Regions from separate parts of the Gasterosteus aculeatus genome. Here region 1 is linked to region 2. The links are chromatin contacts, called in public Hi-C maps. All regions are on one chromosome and are shown on one strand. The core of a region is the stretch at or near the end of the contact, and the rest is flanking DNA. Distances in the headings are between cores, read along the strand shown.

Region 1 (7,291 bases), core at 1,704-4,203, 150 kb before region 2:
CACATTCAAGACAAAGATCTATCACCCCAACATCGACGAGAAGGGCCAGGTGTGCTTGCCTGTGATCAGTGCAGAGAACTGGAAGCCTGCCACCAAAACTGACCAAGGTATGTGTGTGTGTGTCTTTTTATCCTGCATTGCAGTGTTATGATAAGTGATTTTTACGTTAAGTTTTAGTATAAACAGGGTTGCATTAGTCCCTTACTTCAGTAAACTGAAAAAAAACATGAGCACTGGAAGATATTTACTACAAAAGTAGATTTAAGACCTCTATTCTCAAGCATCCAGAAACCGATGCTTTTATTCATGAGCGGTTTGTGGCGCCTGACAAGCTCTGATCGATCAGCCAGTCTCTCCAGTACCAAACTTTGGTTTATGGGTCGGATTGTGGTCACTACAGCGAGATGTTCAGCTCCATGGGAACCCCCCCAAGATGACAGCAGATAACGTTGGGCGCTTTCTTTCTTTTTTATTCCAACAAGAGGCGTTTGGGGCTTTCCTGTCTCATCATTTCTCAAAGCATACACCGCTATTTTATTCTGTTATCACAAATTCCGGCAGTACACCTGCCTCGTTTTTTTTACTCTAACTCTTTATCAATTGACTTTTCTATCACTTCAGTACACCGTCATAGTGGGACAGAAAGCCATGTAGTGTTTGAACACTAACGAAACGCGTCGCTCTGTTCGAGCGTTCCAAGTCTTTGTAGGGAGACACGTTGTTCACGTCTAACTGGATTTCCTTGGTTGTGTGTGTTGCAGTAATTCAGTCTCTCATCGCGCTGGTGAACGACCCCCAGCCGGAGCATCCGCTCAGGGCAGACCTAGCAGAAGAATACTCAAAGGACCGTAAAAAATTCTTGAAGAACGCCGAAGAGTTTACAAAGAAATACGGAGAAAAGCGGCCAATGGACTGATCAGCTGACGAGCGTGTAGCCCCCCCTCTCTGTCTCTCTTTCTGTCGCTCCCCCCTTTCCCCACACACCCTCCCACCCATCCCCCCCCCTCCTCTCACCTGCCCCGACCAATTACTTTCTCTCGCCCCCCCCCCACCAATCCTCATCACCCCGCCTCCCCTCACAACCACCACACGATCCTCCCTGCAGTCCCTAAAGCCGCCCAGCTGAAACCGGGGGTGGCGGCAGCCTCCGCCTCCCTCCCTCCCCCCCCCATCCAGGACTCTCTGTGGATCAGACAGCTTCCACCCTCCCCTCTTGACTTCAGCTCCTCCTTGGCCAAACTCCTCCAGACCATTTCCAACTTTCTACTCTTTTCTTAATGGGAAAAAATGGGTAACGAAAGGCTAAGGAATAGTTAGATGGCAAGTCGAAGTAAAATGTAATCTCTTTTCCTCCGTCTAAGCAACTTTGTGTTGAATAGAGCTAGCCTAAACTTTATTTTTTCATTTTTTGCATTGCAGGAAAACCGGTTTATACTTTCTTCTTTTTCTGCCCCACCGTCAATCTTTAAAGCTTAAAAAACCTAAACAAAAAAAAGACGCCTAGTGTTACTGAAATAAGAAAAGCTGTAGGTAGCACCCGGAGGGTGCGTGGCAACTGAAACGTTTGCCGTACTCACCTACGCTGCTTTTAGACATGCCACCAGTTTGTAACACACTGAGCAGAAATGAAACAATGGCAGGCCGTAAATTTAGCTCTTAAGATTCTTTATTGTGGAAATGAGAGAACCATATCAGTTTCCAATCACAATACGTTTTTCTTAATATAATTTTGCCTTCTCCATTTTGACAACTGATGCAAATACAATTGGTAATTGTGGGGAAAAGTCCCTTTGGTTGATTAGAATCTGCAACGCATGTATCCCGCGATCAGGCAACACCCCGCCCCCCACATGTAACCACGTTAGATACAGAGCCCTTTACCAGACGGACTGTCAGCTGGCCAGCTGCAAAGGGACCTACTCGTGGAGGGGGAGAGGCCGGAGGAGGTTGCACTTAGCTGGAATGCTCAGCTCCTGGAGGCGGTCCTTTAAAAAAAACAAGCACCTTGAAGGCAGCTGGGAGAGGGCTGGCTAGGACACGGGAAAGGGGACTGCAGTGGCCAAAAAAACAACACCATGTAACAGCTGTTTGATCTGGTCCCAATATTGTTTCATAATAAAGATGGCAAACCATTTGGCCTCACTGTCTGCCTGGTAGTCAAGTGGATGCTGCTCATGTTTGACATAACCTGTTTTTTGTGCTGAACCCATGAATGTGACTAGAAATGTTGCATTATAAACCAAGCGGAGCTTCAAATATAGACTCCTGCACCGGGACTCTCGCTAGATTGTCGACCTTTGGTCGTTCTTTACCTTGGAACCTCTTCTACTATTCTGGAACATAAATATGTATTAAGTGGAAGAAAATGATTGTCATTTTTAATTTACCCTCATTTTAACAGTAAAAGATCATGCATCATAATCTTAGACAATTACTCTGTCATTGACCAAGGGATCAAATTGATGAACGTAATTTGTCACCTCCCAGCCAAAATGAAAAAGTATTACTTTATTATTAAAGTACTGCAGAAATAGTCAGACATCAGATTTGTTAGCTCGAACAAATCAATTAAAAAAAGTTTCAATAAAATTTATTTCAAATGCCCAGGTACTGGCTGTAAATATTAGTGTTAAAATAACACCTTCCGTGACACACATTTGGCACTTTGATTCGATTAGTTCAGTACTTGTACTATACAGTCCTGAGATTTTTGGTAGTTATTTCACCACACAAATACATGACTTCCATCACCTGGCAGCATTATGCCCCTTTAACGACATTTTACACACTAATAGAGGCAATATACAACACATAAAAAACACTGACAGTTAAAAACTCAGGATCAGATAAACTGAACTCAAAGTGAGCTCACTTTCTGCCAACATTCCTTCTAGCACAGGAAAACCGGGTGAACAGGACTCACGTGACTAACGGGAAGCCAAAGTGCAAGCAGGAAGTAGCTCCTTCATTAGCACCGCCTTAAACGACATTAGATCACACTCGCCATTGTTAATGTTACATACCACCATCAACTAAGTTAATCATTTATTAGTCGGCATTAAAAACAACTACAGCGCTCTTCGAGTTTTTGCTTTTAGGAACCCTCTCTAGAAGAAAAAAAAAAAAAGATGCGCCTTTTGTTACAGAGACGAGTCCATTCTTGTAGCAGTTTGAGGTTCATTGAAAACGGACATGAACTAGGAAAAGTGACCTCAGTAAAGTGCAGATCTCCGCCGTAATGTAGCACTAAGGTGGTTTTACACGCCAATTAAAAAAAAAGAAGACAACTTGTCACCGGACACGAGAAGACGTGCCTGGTTCCGTTTGTCATTTGCTAACCGAACCCTAAATAATGGCTTATTTAAAGGGTGCAACCTGAAGTCGTTGGTCACCTACCGGACGGGAAAGAGTAACAGCACCAAGTGTGAATCACTGCCACGGAGCGGCGCTCCAGCATAAACACGATGATGTGGACGGTCCAGCAGCGTGCGAGAGTGGCCATGGACAGATGCACAAACGCACACATGATCCCCTGGTCGAGATCGAAATTGTACCACATCATTTTGAATTGTCAGCATCCCGGTTTTGTTTTCTTTCTCCCGGGACACAGGGAGGGGCCCACATTGCATACTCATGATTAGGGCCCCCGATTTAAGAACGCGTCAGTCAGAGGAGTCAGGTCCTTGAAGGAGCAGAGCTGCACCCCCTCCCGGCGGTACAGCCCCTGGAGGGCCGGGTCTCGGAGCACGCTCAGCTCATGCTGTCTGTCCGCCGAGCAGGAGAAGTCATCGGGGCCCTCCCCGCAGCCTCCGTCCAGGGGCTGACTCGGGTAGCCCGGGTGGACCATGAGCTCCGCCGTCACCGCGGGGCGGTCGGAGCCTGAGGCGCCGCCAGAGGCCGGGCTGGAAGAGGCCGCCGCCTCCAAGGCTTGGCCGATGGCCCTCTCCAGGTTGGGTACGGACATGTTCTGGCCCATGGTGGTCAGCCCCAGGTACACGTCTGGCCACCTGTGGACATGGAAGACGATGTTTGTCGGTCATCGAGCAGGCGGGGGGGGGGAAGCAAATAATTCGCTCACAACGCCGGAGGCGCTGTGACCAGCAGCCACATGGGTTTAAAATCTGGTTCACACTAAACTTATCAAACATTCACATGATACTTCGGTGACCGAAGTGTACAGCTCAGTCCAGGTTGGGTGTTTTGCGTCCTATTTGTGCCTCAAATCGTAATCAATGCAACCAGTAACATTTCTATGTCAGATAGTATTGTACCGCAATATATTGTCCTCTAAAGAAAAGCACATAGTGAGTAGTCTTGTTAGGTGCATCACTTATGTAATCCCTCGGTTATTTGCAGGACTGAATCCCCATCTGTGATTGATGAAAGGAACCTTATCAGATCTAATGGGATTTAGAAATTCATCCATCTGTGTGCCATGTGTTTACATGATAGAAAATGATGTGTCTCATATCCATACCTGATCTCTCCTGCAGATTGACTTTACAGCTCTGCGATACCACCTAATTAACGTAACTAAAATTCTGCGTTGCTGCGTTTTCATCCATATCTAAATAAGACAAGGATCTTTTGGTTGTATTGGGCCGCATCCATAAACTCCTGAAACCCCTTCTCCTTTGTGCAAAGAAAGCAGCAGACCTGATTCCGTAGCGGGCGAAGACCGGGATGGAGTCCAGAGCGTCCTTCTCCACCTGTGCGTAGAACCTTTGGAGGTGTGCCGGCAGCGCTGGGCAGCTGTGTAGACCCGTCTCCACTGGAACACGCGTGTATGGAATCTTGAAGTCTGCCAGGACCTCTGCAAACACCTCACGCACCCCTGCAACAACAGAGTAAACCACATCAATGCTCCACGCCCAGGGGCACTGATGTCATTTCATCCATTTAATGTTGTCATGGCCACAATAAAGAAGCTGGTCATGCATCAGCAACACTTAACACAATTGCTAGTTTTTAGTCCAGCAACAGAAAATCACTGGCAACCTTTTTGATCACTAATAGCATTAGCATTTTTTTTTTAAAGCTAATCAGTTCTGCATACTGACGTTTGAGTTCAGAGTACAGTTATTGTCTCCAACAAGACCGTATGTATGTGGGCTTGATCAGCCCAATAAGTCTTGTGTTTATTTATGACTGTATTCAATTACCTACCGTGGTTGCAGTAAATCACATTAAAATGTTTATTGACTGCTGACTCCTCTTATCTGGCCGGCACGTGCCTCAAGTGCCTCAGCAACTGCTTTAGTTTGGCCTCTTGTGTCACCTACGGAATACAACATTTCTATTTCCACGCATTTAAGATCATGTATGTATGACTAGCACTTAGCGGATGACTAAACCAGCACCGACTGCGATGCAACGCCTCCCCGTGTCCGCATGGTGGTGCACCTTCTAGCTGCATAGATTCAAATAATCAGACCGGTTGATCGAGTCATGCAAGAGAAAACCGAATGTCTTGTTATTTGTGTTCATTCAATAAATGATATTTCTGACATTAGTACTTTTTTCATATTTAGAAATGTGAAGCTGCTTGAGGCGTGTGCTGTACAGTAGCAGATCACAGATGTTGGCATTTATTTGGGTTTTTCCCCTCTGCATTACCTGGCAGCACGTGGACGTGTTGGTGTCCGTCCATGTGGAGCGGCAGGTGACCGGTCAGTTCCCGGAACAGCCCGACTTGGGCCCTCAACTCGAGCTCCACCTGGGAAGGAAAATGACACAAAGACACAAGGAGGTTACTGAACTGCAGAGAGACACGACCGCTTCTCCGCAGAGCAACATTTATTAGTTAGGAAGACACAAGTTGCCCCGACGAAGGTTTCCAATCGACACATGTTGTGACACTGATCAAGTGTGTGCTGATATTTGCATTTGTAGTCTGGATTGTCTGTCACTACAAACACAGGTGAACTTGTGCTTACAGTTAAAGGTGACCTGGGCTTTGCCCAAGTCTTGTATTTGATACACTGCCGATTTTGCAGGTTTTCCCACTTACAAAGAATGTATGAGAACGATTTTTTTCATATATTATTTTGCAAGTTATTGCACGAATTGTATTGGAGTAAGTATTTGATACATCAGAAAATCCCAACTTAATATTTAGTACAGAAACCTTTGTTTGCAATTACAGACATCATGTTTCCTGTAGTTCTTGACCAGGTTTGCAAACACTGCAGCAGGGATTTTGGCCCCTTCCTCCATACAGCCACTTCTTCGGCTGTGTGTTTCGGGTTGTCGTCATGCTGGAAGACCCATCTTCAACGCTCTTACTGAGGGAAGGAGGTTGTTGGCCAAGATCTCAGGATACACAGTCCCATCCATCCTCCCCTCAATACGGTGCAGTCGGCCTGTCCCCTCTGCAGAAAAGCATCCCCAAAGAATGATGTTTCCACCTCCTTGCTTCATGGTTGGGACGGTGTTCTTGGGGTTGTACTCGTCCTTCTTCCTCCAAACAGGGCGAGTGGAGGTTAAACCAAAAAGCTCTACTTTCCTCTCATCAGACCACATGACCTTCTCCCATACCTCCTCTGGATCATCCAGATGCCATCCATCCATTGGCGAACTTCAGACGGGCCTGGAGATGCGCTGCCTTGAGCAGGGGGACCTTGTGTGCGCTGCAGGATTTTAATCCATGACGGCGTAGTGTGTTACTGATGGTTTTCTTTGAGACTGTGGTCCCAGCTCTCATTTGACCAGGTCCTGCCGTGTAGTTCTGGGCTGATCCCTCACCTTCCTCAGGATCATTGATGCCCCACGAGGTGAGATCTTGCATGGAGCCCCACACCGAGGGATATGCATCGTCATCTTGAACATGTTCCACTAATTGCAGTTGTTGTCTTCTCACCAAGCTGCTTGCCTGTTGTCCTGTAGCACGTCCCAGCCTTGTGCAGGTCTACCATTTTATCTCTGATGTCCTTACACAGCTCTCTGGTCTTTCCCCTTGTGGAGAGGTTGGAGTCTGTTTGATTGAGTGTGTGGACAGGTGTCTTTTTATAACAAGTTCAAAAAGGTGCAGTTAATACAGGTGATGAGTGGAGAACAGGAGGGCTTCCTAAAGACAAACTAACAGGTCTGTGAGAGCCAGAATTCTTACAGGTTGGGAGGTGATCAAATACTCATGTTATGCAATAAACTGCAATGTAATTTTTTCAAAATCATACAATGTGATTCTTTTTGCCGCTAACAGGCTCAGATTGGGATTTTAAGTAAAGCAACATTATGGAAAAAAGGATGCACGTTATGGAGTCCTGCTCAAACAAACATTTTATTATTCATC
Region 2 (7,661 bases), core at 4,977-7,476:
GCCGTTTTTATAACAAATTAAACTGATTATTTTCTCTGCCGGGATTTGTCGACGGCACAAAGATTAGAGAATGTGATAGAAAAAAAGCCTAAAAACGTTGTTTCACGAGCTGCAGCTCTATTATCATTGTGGATTAGTCTGCCAATTAATGCCAGTCACAGTCTCCCAAGTGGCGCAAACAGAAGACCAGTTACTACTAATCGTTTCTAACGTATCTGCATTATTTACCATCTTTAAAGCTGCCATTTCTGCACGATCTAATTCCTGATCATGTGTCGCTGGTGGTGATGAATCTGCGGAGCATTTCATCAGATAATTGATTTCTTTCTCCAAACGCTTTGGATGTCTCCCGACACCCTAAGTTCCTCAGAATAAAGCTCTGGAAACGTAAGGAACCAAAACAAGACCACCACCGAAACGTGGCTCTGTCACCAGCGGGTGAACCTAGTGGAGCATCCAGCAGAAGAAACTATAAAAAAACCACATTCTAGCAGTTTGGACTTCTTTATTGCCGCACCATTGCAGTCCTGAGAATCGAGCACGCAATCAGTCAGTCATGTGACACGTGCACGGCCAGGCTCCATGCAAGAAGGGGCCCTTCGCCCGGCCCGAAGAGTTTTGTTGTGCTACACCGAGGGACCCGGGCCTTGGTATTGAGCAATATGCACGGCTTTGTGCGACAGGGGTCCGCCCCCCTCATGCTCTGCTCATGTTTTATCTCCCCCCTCACAATGGAAGAGGCCCCCGCAAACAGCCACCTTCACACCTCTCTTGGCGCCTCTGCTGAATGAGCTCAAGCACCCCTCCATTCATAGATGGACAAATAGTGCGAGGAAAATAGAAGATGTGGGTAATGGCGGCAGTAGTGTGCAGCCTTTTCTTCTCACTTATAAGAGGAAAAACTAAAAAAAAATATTCTACCACGTACTGAGATCTTTGTATGAAAGAGGAATTATTGCCATTGAAATGTTTATAGCTTTTTTTTTTCTCTGAAAAAGGTGATTAAGGAACAAAATGTTTAAGAATAGGTCCCCCCCCCCCCCGAAAAAAAGCTTTGGAACCTTTATGAAAGTGCCAAATATGAATCAGTGCGCTGCGGATGCCAGACAGGCCTTTCCTGTGTTGCTAAGAGAGCTCCTTGGGGGAGGGTGGTGGTGGTGGTGGGGGGGTTGTACAGCGCTACGCGGTAGATATGACTTGATGCTCCTATTCTCTGCCCTGCAGCATGGGTGGTCCCGCAGTGATTTTATACGGCCATCTATTAGCACGGCCAGCCGGTGATTCATGCAGCTGTCAACCTCAACTTAATCAGCTCCGTCATCCCAACGGTGAATTGTTGGTTTGCTGCCGAAGCCTTTTCCTCTCTGCAACGCCTACTTCGGGTCCGAAGTGAAACTCCCCCCCGAGAGCAAAGAGAAGGAGAAAGACCAAAAAAAAAAAAAGAAGAGAAGAGAATAATACATTTGGATAAATAACAACCGTGCATACCACGAGGCCTCCTCTGTGGACAACTTCCAGCCTAAACATCTGGCTGGCTGCACGTAAGGAAAAGATGTGAGTTTGAGTTAAAGCAAGTTGAGAAAGGAGGAATTCACCTCTGGAACAGTCGGGATCAGTCACAGGCTGCACAGAACCATCGAGGTTACTGGGAAACTCGTGCGTGAGGACAGGTCGCGTTAAGCGAGGAAAAATGTCAGGCCGTGTGGCATAAAACGATGGAAACTGTGGGTAAAAGATCTTTTATTCGCCGGTTAATGGAGAAAAAGGGTGTGATTGCAGAGTAGAAGCGTTCAGCTCTTGTAATGAAGCTGCTGGACTCATGTCGTGGCCAATTTCAACAAAGGCATGAAAGGGAAGTGGACTGTGCCTACGGGAGATTTACAGTATGTAGTTCTTTACCATAAGGAGTATATTAGCAACAAAAATAAGCCTATTGGCGGCCACTGCGATGCCGAGGGCGCTGCACGCAAGATTCAAATGTTGACTTGTGGTAAAGACGTTGGGGTTTTAAAGCGCCAGGGGCCAAGTGCTTTTACTGCCGTTTGCAACCCAAGAATATCAGACTTTATTAAACATCTGTTAGAATCATACTTGTCACGGTGAGTTTGTGGGAAACGTCCTTCGGGATGGACTTGAAAGGAAAAAAAGTGATTCCAAAAACTATCGCCGAGGAGGTGCTGCTGCACTTGTTAGAGGGAATGGAAACATTTGGGAAAAGCTGAACAAAATGATGGAGTAATAAAAAAAAAATTTAAAAACATATCCCCAGTTGCAACACCTTGAAGGCATGGGTTGCCAGTTGGCATAAAATCAAGTAAGCGACCAGAAAAGTCCAGAGCGGAAGAGAAAGATATTTACACATTGTTCAAAATATTATGTTAGAAGTAATGCATTAAATAAAGGCAACGACTAAAATCGTCAGATGATTAACGTTAGTGATTAATAAACCGTTGAAATAAGGAAAAATGTGACAAAAAAAGGAAAGATATTCAGCCGAAAGACATTGATAAAAAGGTGGAATAATAAGCTGAATATAACCAATGGAACAATTAGCTGCATTTAATAACTAAACCATATAAATACATTAGGTGATGGGTGGTGTGGATAAAACAGTGATGGTTAAATTCTGTGCGGACCAGATCCTGCTGTGAAAAGATGAATCCTTCATCTAATGTAATTAGGGAACATATTGATATTAAAGACGGCCGATGGTTTTCTTGAGCAAAACTAACTTCACAAGCCGCGGACCAATAATTCGGGGTTGTGTTGCGTCCATGCAGAGCGGCTAATGTTGCAGCAGCAGGTTGTGTGCATGTGTGTGATATGGGACAAGAGCTGCTGAAGACACAGAGAAGAAATGTTTGGTTTAAACATTCAAATATGCATTTCTTTGGTCCAGAAGCAACACGGCGGGACGATGAAGGGCGGAGAGCAACACGAGTGTGTCACAGGGGAGGTTCTCTGGCTTTTGGCTGTCAGTGCTGGGAAAAAAAACAGAGTGGAAACAAACCTTTCACATACATCATATGGACCTAATACACAACAGCGGTGACTACCATCAGTCGCCATGGTGACTGAGGGAAGTCAACACAAATACAAGGACAACAAGGAAGGTTCTGGGATGAACACGTTTTGAATCTGCTTTCTTGAGTTAGGTATTTATGAGTCGAGTTATTTGAGAAGTTTGTTTTCTAAACAGTTATTTTGGTGTCAAAGTCAGAAACAGAAGCCGGTTAGCTTAGCATAAGGACTTTGAGGGGGGGGGGGGTAAAGCTAACCTTGCTTTTCTAGAAGAGGCATTTATAACAGTTTGCTTATACTACGCTGATCCATTAACTCTTGAGTTTGTTCACGCTGAGTTAAGCTCTTGTGTAGATGGAAAACGGCCATCATCAATGGAGCTCTGACTGCACGATTCGCCATGGCAACAGGTGTATAGAGCATCCATTTAAATCCAGTGGATTTAGCGATAATAAAGCATTTAAACTAGATATCTTCAAAATAGAGACGAGTCCAACTGGAAGAAGTGTAATACGTTTACATAAAAGAGTATTGTATTTGTAGTACGGTCGCTCCACTGCCTATTTAAATAGGTACTTTACACGTTGTGCAGCTACTTCAGGATCCTGCTCACAGAAATATCCATCTTCACTCCGCTTATCCTGCACACCGGGTCGCAGGGGGGGGCTGGAGTCCATCCCAGCCAACTCCAGGTGATAGACAGGGTCGCCCTGGATTGGTCGCCAGCCAATCGCAGGGCCACACAGAGAAACACAACCATTCACACTCCTACGGGCAATTTAGAGTCACCAATCAACCTCACAGAAATATAATCGATGATATTATTAGTGTTCACAATGTTGTTTGTATTAAAAAGCACATGAACGAGGGTCGAGGGTCACCTGACTCGTAATATTCAAACATGCCTAGAACACACGTCGCAACCGGACGTCCCGTCTGGCCTCCGGCGGCTCGTAGATAACGTTTAATAACTATGAAATAACTATTTTGTTAAAGAAAGAACACACACAAAAGGAAACAAGATATCAACAAGCCAAAGATCGCAATCTAGTTCCTCGTTATTAACATACGTACATAAAAGGGAAAAAACAACTTTTCTCTGAGCCAAGCTGACAAAACAGATCTCTGCTGTTACATAATCGCGTGCCTGGATCTCTAGTGTCCTTTCCCCTCTTTGTGCTTCCACAGAGCAGTCACAGGAGGACAAGGGGCGGCCCTATTGCTGCCGGCACTAAATACATTAAAAAGTCACAGTATATGTTATGTTGACCGTAGAATAGCGTGTTAAACTAATGTAAGAAAAGTCATAATATAGTTTTTCACATGTTGGTATGAGAAAGTCTTCTAAAAAGGCAGAAAGAACTCCTGTTGTTAAAAACAGTCATTAAAAATGACGATGTCGATTTTGCAGCTTTTCCCTGTAACAAAGCATGTAGGAGTCTAATTTTTTATCATAGGTACTCAACTGTGGGTGATGAATCCAGAAAATCACACTGTATGATTTTAAACAATTACGTTGCAGTTTATTGCATGACATAAGTATTTGATCACCTACCAACCTGTAAGAATTCCGTCTCTCACAGACCTGTTAGTTTGTCTTTAGGAAGCCCTCCTGTTCTCCACTCATCACCTTTGTTAACTGCACCGATTTGAACGTGTTACCTGTATAAAAGACACCTGTCAATCTCCCTCGGTGTGGGGCTCCATGCAAGATCTCACCTCGTGGGGCATCAATGATCCAGAGGAAGGTGAGGGATGGTCGTCAAATGGGAGCTGGGACCACAGTCTCAAAGAAAACCATCAGTAACACACTACGCCGTCATGGATTAAAATCCTGCAGCGCACACAAGGTCCCCCTGCTCAAGGCAGCGCATCTCCAGGCCCGTCTGAAGTTCGCCAATGGATGGATGGCATCTGGATGATCCAGAGGAGGTATGGGAGAAGGTCATGTGGTCTGATGAGAGGAAAGTAGAGCTTTTTGGTTTAACCTCCACTCGCCCTGTTTGGAGGAAGAAGGATGAATACAAGCCCAAGAACACCGTCCCAACCATGAAGCAAGGAGGTGGAAACATCATTCTTTGGGGATGCTTTTCTGCAGAGGGGACAGGCCGACTGCACCGTATTGAGGGGAGGATGGATGGGACTGTGTATCCTGAGATCTTGGCCAACAACCTCCGTCCCTCAGTAAGAGCGTTGAAGATGGGTCTTCCAGCATGACGACGACCCAAAACACACAGCCAGGGCAACTAAGAAGTGGCTCCGTAAGAAGCATCTCAAGGTCCTGGAGTGGCCGAGCCCGTCTCCAGACCCGAACCCAATAGAACATCTTTGGAGGGAGCTGAAAGTCCCGAAACCTGACGGATTTGGAGAAGGTCTGTATGGAGGAAGGGGCCCAAATCCCTGCTGCACTGTGTGCAAACCTGGTCAAGAACAACAGGAAACGTATAATGCCTGTAATTGCAAACAAAGGTTTCTGTACTAAATATTAAGTTTGTCTTTTCTGATGTATCAAATACTTATGTCATGCAATATATATTTTTTAAATCATATGTGACTTTCAGATTTGTTGTTTGATTCCCACTCACAGTTGAAGAGTACCTGTGATTAAAAATGACTCCTACATTGAAGTTTGTGTGTATAATTTATAAGCAATTGTCAACTCAAATAATAAAAGTTCTATTTAATTACAAATCCATAATCTGAAAATGTATAAATGTTCTCCCCTTATTAGAATTAAACTAGGGGTTGAGTTTAGGAATAAATGAGCTTTTGTCTTTTAGCTTTGAACTGAGTTCATGCAGGTGAACTGAAGGTGTCTTGAATTAAGACAGAATGAATGATTGTAGATTTATCTTTGTCACGTTACAATAAATCTCAATTATCAATCACCAATAATAACATCTGGACCGCTGCAGTGAAGTAAATGGTATGTTGACGTGTCAATCACAAGGTTCACGGTTTTATTACCGGAGGCGCTGCCTCCTGCTGGCGGTTAGAGAGATGACACTTTTTTACTTTTTAAAACGTTACCCCTCGCGCTCAGGAGCAGGTGTCAGCCAGTTTGAATCTATTCTCCTTCAATTAGTTAAAAAAACCTGCATCCACCCATCAGTCGAGGTACTTGAGAGCAAATCATATAACACACAAAGACTGAAGGGAGTGTGTCCTTATCGCAGTATGAGGACCGTTTCCACACGTGGGGGGAGAAGCGAGTGTTTGCTCAGTTCACTGAAGCGTCGTGACCCCTCATACTCGGGCGGCCTGGAAGTGCCCCGGGGGGTGGGGGGTGGGCATTGAGAGTCTTCGCTCCGCCTGTTCGCGCTCTCCTACTCCACTGACGTCTTTCGTTGACCTCTCGCTCAGATGTTTTCCTCTCCCACACCCACCCTGGAGCAGCTGTCCCACCTACTGGTCAGATTTCATATGAAGGTGTCCTTAGAAATGAAGTTCATCGCTTTCATTCTCCATGTTTCCTAAAGATTTAGCATTTACAATCGGCATGCTTGGTAAAAAGAGCATTTAACTTCAGGGAACATTACATCTAACCAGTCAATGGCTTTGAATAAGTCTCTCATCCGTGTGTCTCACTGTGGCCGACTATAAGAAACCAAAGCTGCACACAGATTTCATTTGGTGCTGAAAAGTTCCAATTGGCCAAAAATAACCAATGGCCTCTTAACGTGTTCTTAATGGCCTGCCACCTGCAGGAGCCAAGATCAATGTTTTCGTTGGCTTGTGGTCAGAAGTGGGAGCTCACAGCCTCTCAAAGTGCAATTACATATTTCAGTCCAGCTTTCATCCCTTAGTGCATTCAGACTCACAGTGTGTGAAACAAAATATGCTCATCATATACACTCAAGTTAGTCACAGGTTTTAGTATCTCTCACTTGTGCAAGGACGCGCACGCACACGCACACAGTACCCACTAGTGGCGTGAACGGTAACGGAGGTCAGGTGTGTGTCGAAATAAAAAGCCCCACACACACACGTATTAAGAATAGACCGTTTAATTATCAAAATTGTAACTCGTACAATTCCCTGAAGAAAGTGACTGATACAAACTGTTAAGACAGCGTAACAAAATCATTTCCCCCGTGTTTTAAATCATCTGTTCAAAGATTCAATTATCGTGGCTGCATTTGTGTGTAAGCAGAAGAATACGGACCAAAAACTCAGCAACTCGGAGAAGACGCCAGAAAAAAAGAAACAATTACCAAATGTAAAATAATGTCCATGTGGACAAAAAGAAGGGACGAGGCCACAATGTGAAAAGTAGTTGATCCCTCACCAGACACTGATTTTGTTCTAATAGTTACCACAGTGGTCGTAATGTTGAGAGAAGGACGAGCTGACAGCCCCCAGAGAGACAGAGAGAGATCAGAAGTCCTCCTCAGCATTGAGGCTCCTGCAGGTCTTGTGGTGCTGGAGACGCTCGACGCACTCCTCCACGGTGCGCTCGCCGTGGACTTTGTTGTCGCGGGTGCGTACGTTCACAGTGTTGCTGGTCTTCTCCTTCTCTCCAACCACTATATACCAGCAGAGAAACAAAAAGAAAAAACATGATCAGTATGGAGATGGACAGCGAGGCGGAGACACGACAGGAAGCGAAAGAAGAGAGGAAGAGAGATGGAGTAAGTAAG

What was found. Hi-C and Micro-C count contacts between places; a contact is called where the count stands out from the background.
Region 1: a Hi-C map of skeletal muscle shows a contact between it and region 2, with 4 times the contacts expected there. The contact joins two enhancer-like sites. A contact is called at or near these places in 2 of 6 Hi-C or Micro-C datasets (skeletal muscle and whole body).

What each region holds. Positions count from the first base shown.
Region 1 is chr13:4,302,548-4,309,838 of fGasAcu3.hap1.1, reverse strand. It overlaps ydjc (YdjC chitooligosaccharide deacetylase homolog), which reads right to left. Exons shown (of 6, transcript XM_078087049.1): 4 at 5,617-5,716; 5 at 4,657-4,834; 6 at 1,649-4,007. The coding sequence ends at 3,638. ube2l3b (ubiquitin-conjugating enzyme E2L 3b) reads left to right here. Exons shown (of 4, transcript XM_040195096.2): 3 at 1-107; 4 at 762-2,132. The coding sequence ends at 916. Among protein-coding and RNA genes, the nearest start is that of ube2l3b, 5.7 kb to the left of the region's middle. Within about 2 kb of position 2,953, at least 5 of the 9 cell types and tissues checked have open chromatin away from gene starts, as enhancers often do.
Region 2 is chr13:4,157,781-4,165,441 of fGasAcu3.hap1.1, reverse strand. It overlaps tars1 (threonyl-tRNA synthetase 1), which reads right to left. Exons shown (of 19, transcript XM_040195987.2): 19 at 7,013-7,547. The coding sequence ends at 7,399. Among protein-coding and RNA genes, the nearest start is that of LOC120830295, 14 kb to the left of the region's middle. Within about 2 kb of position 6,226, at least 1 of the 9 cell types and tissues checked has open chromatin away from gene starts, as enhancers often do.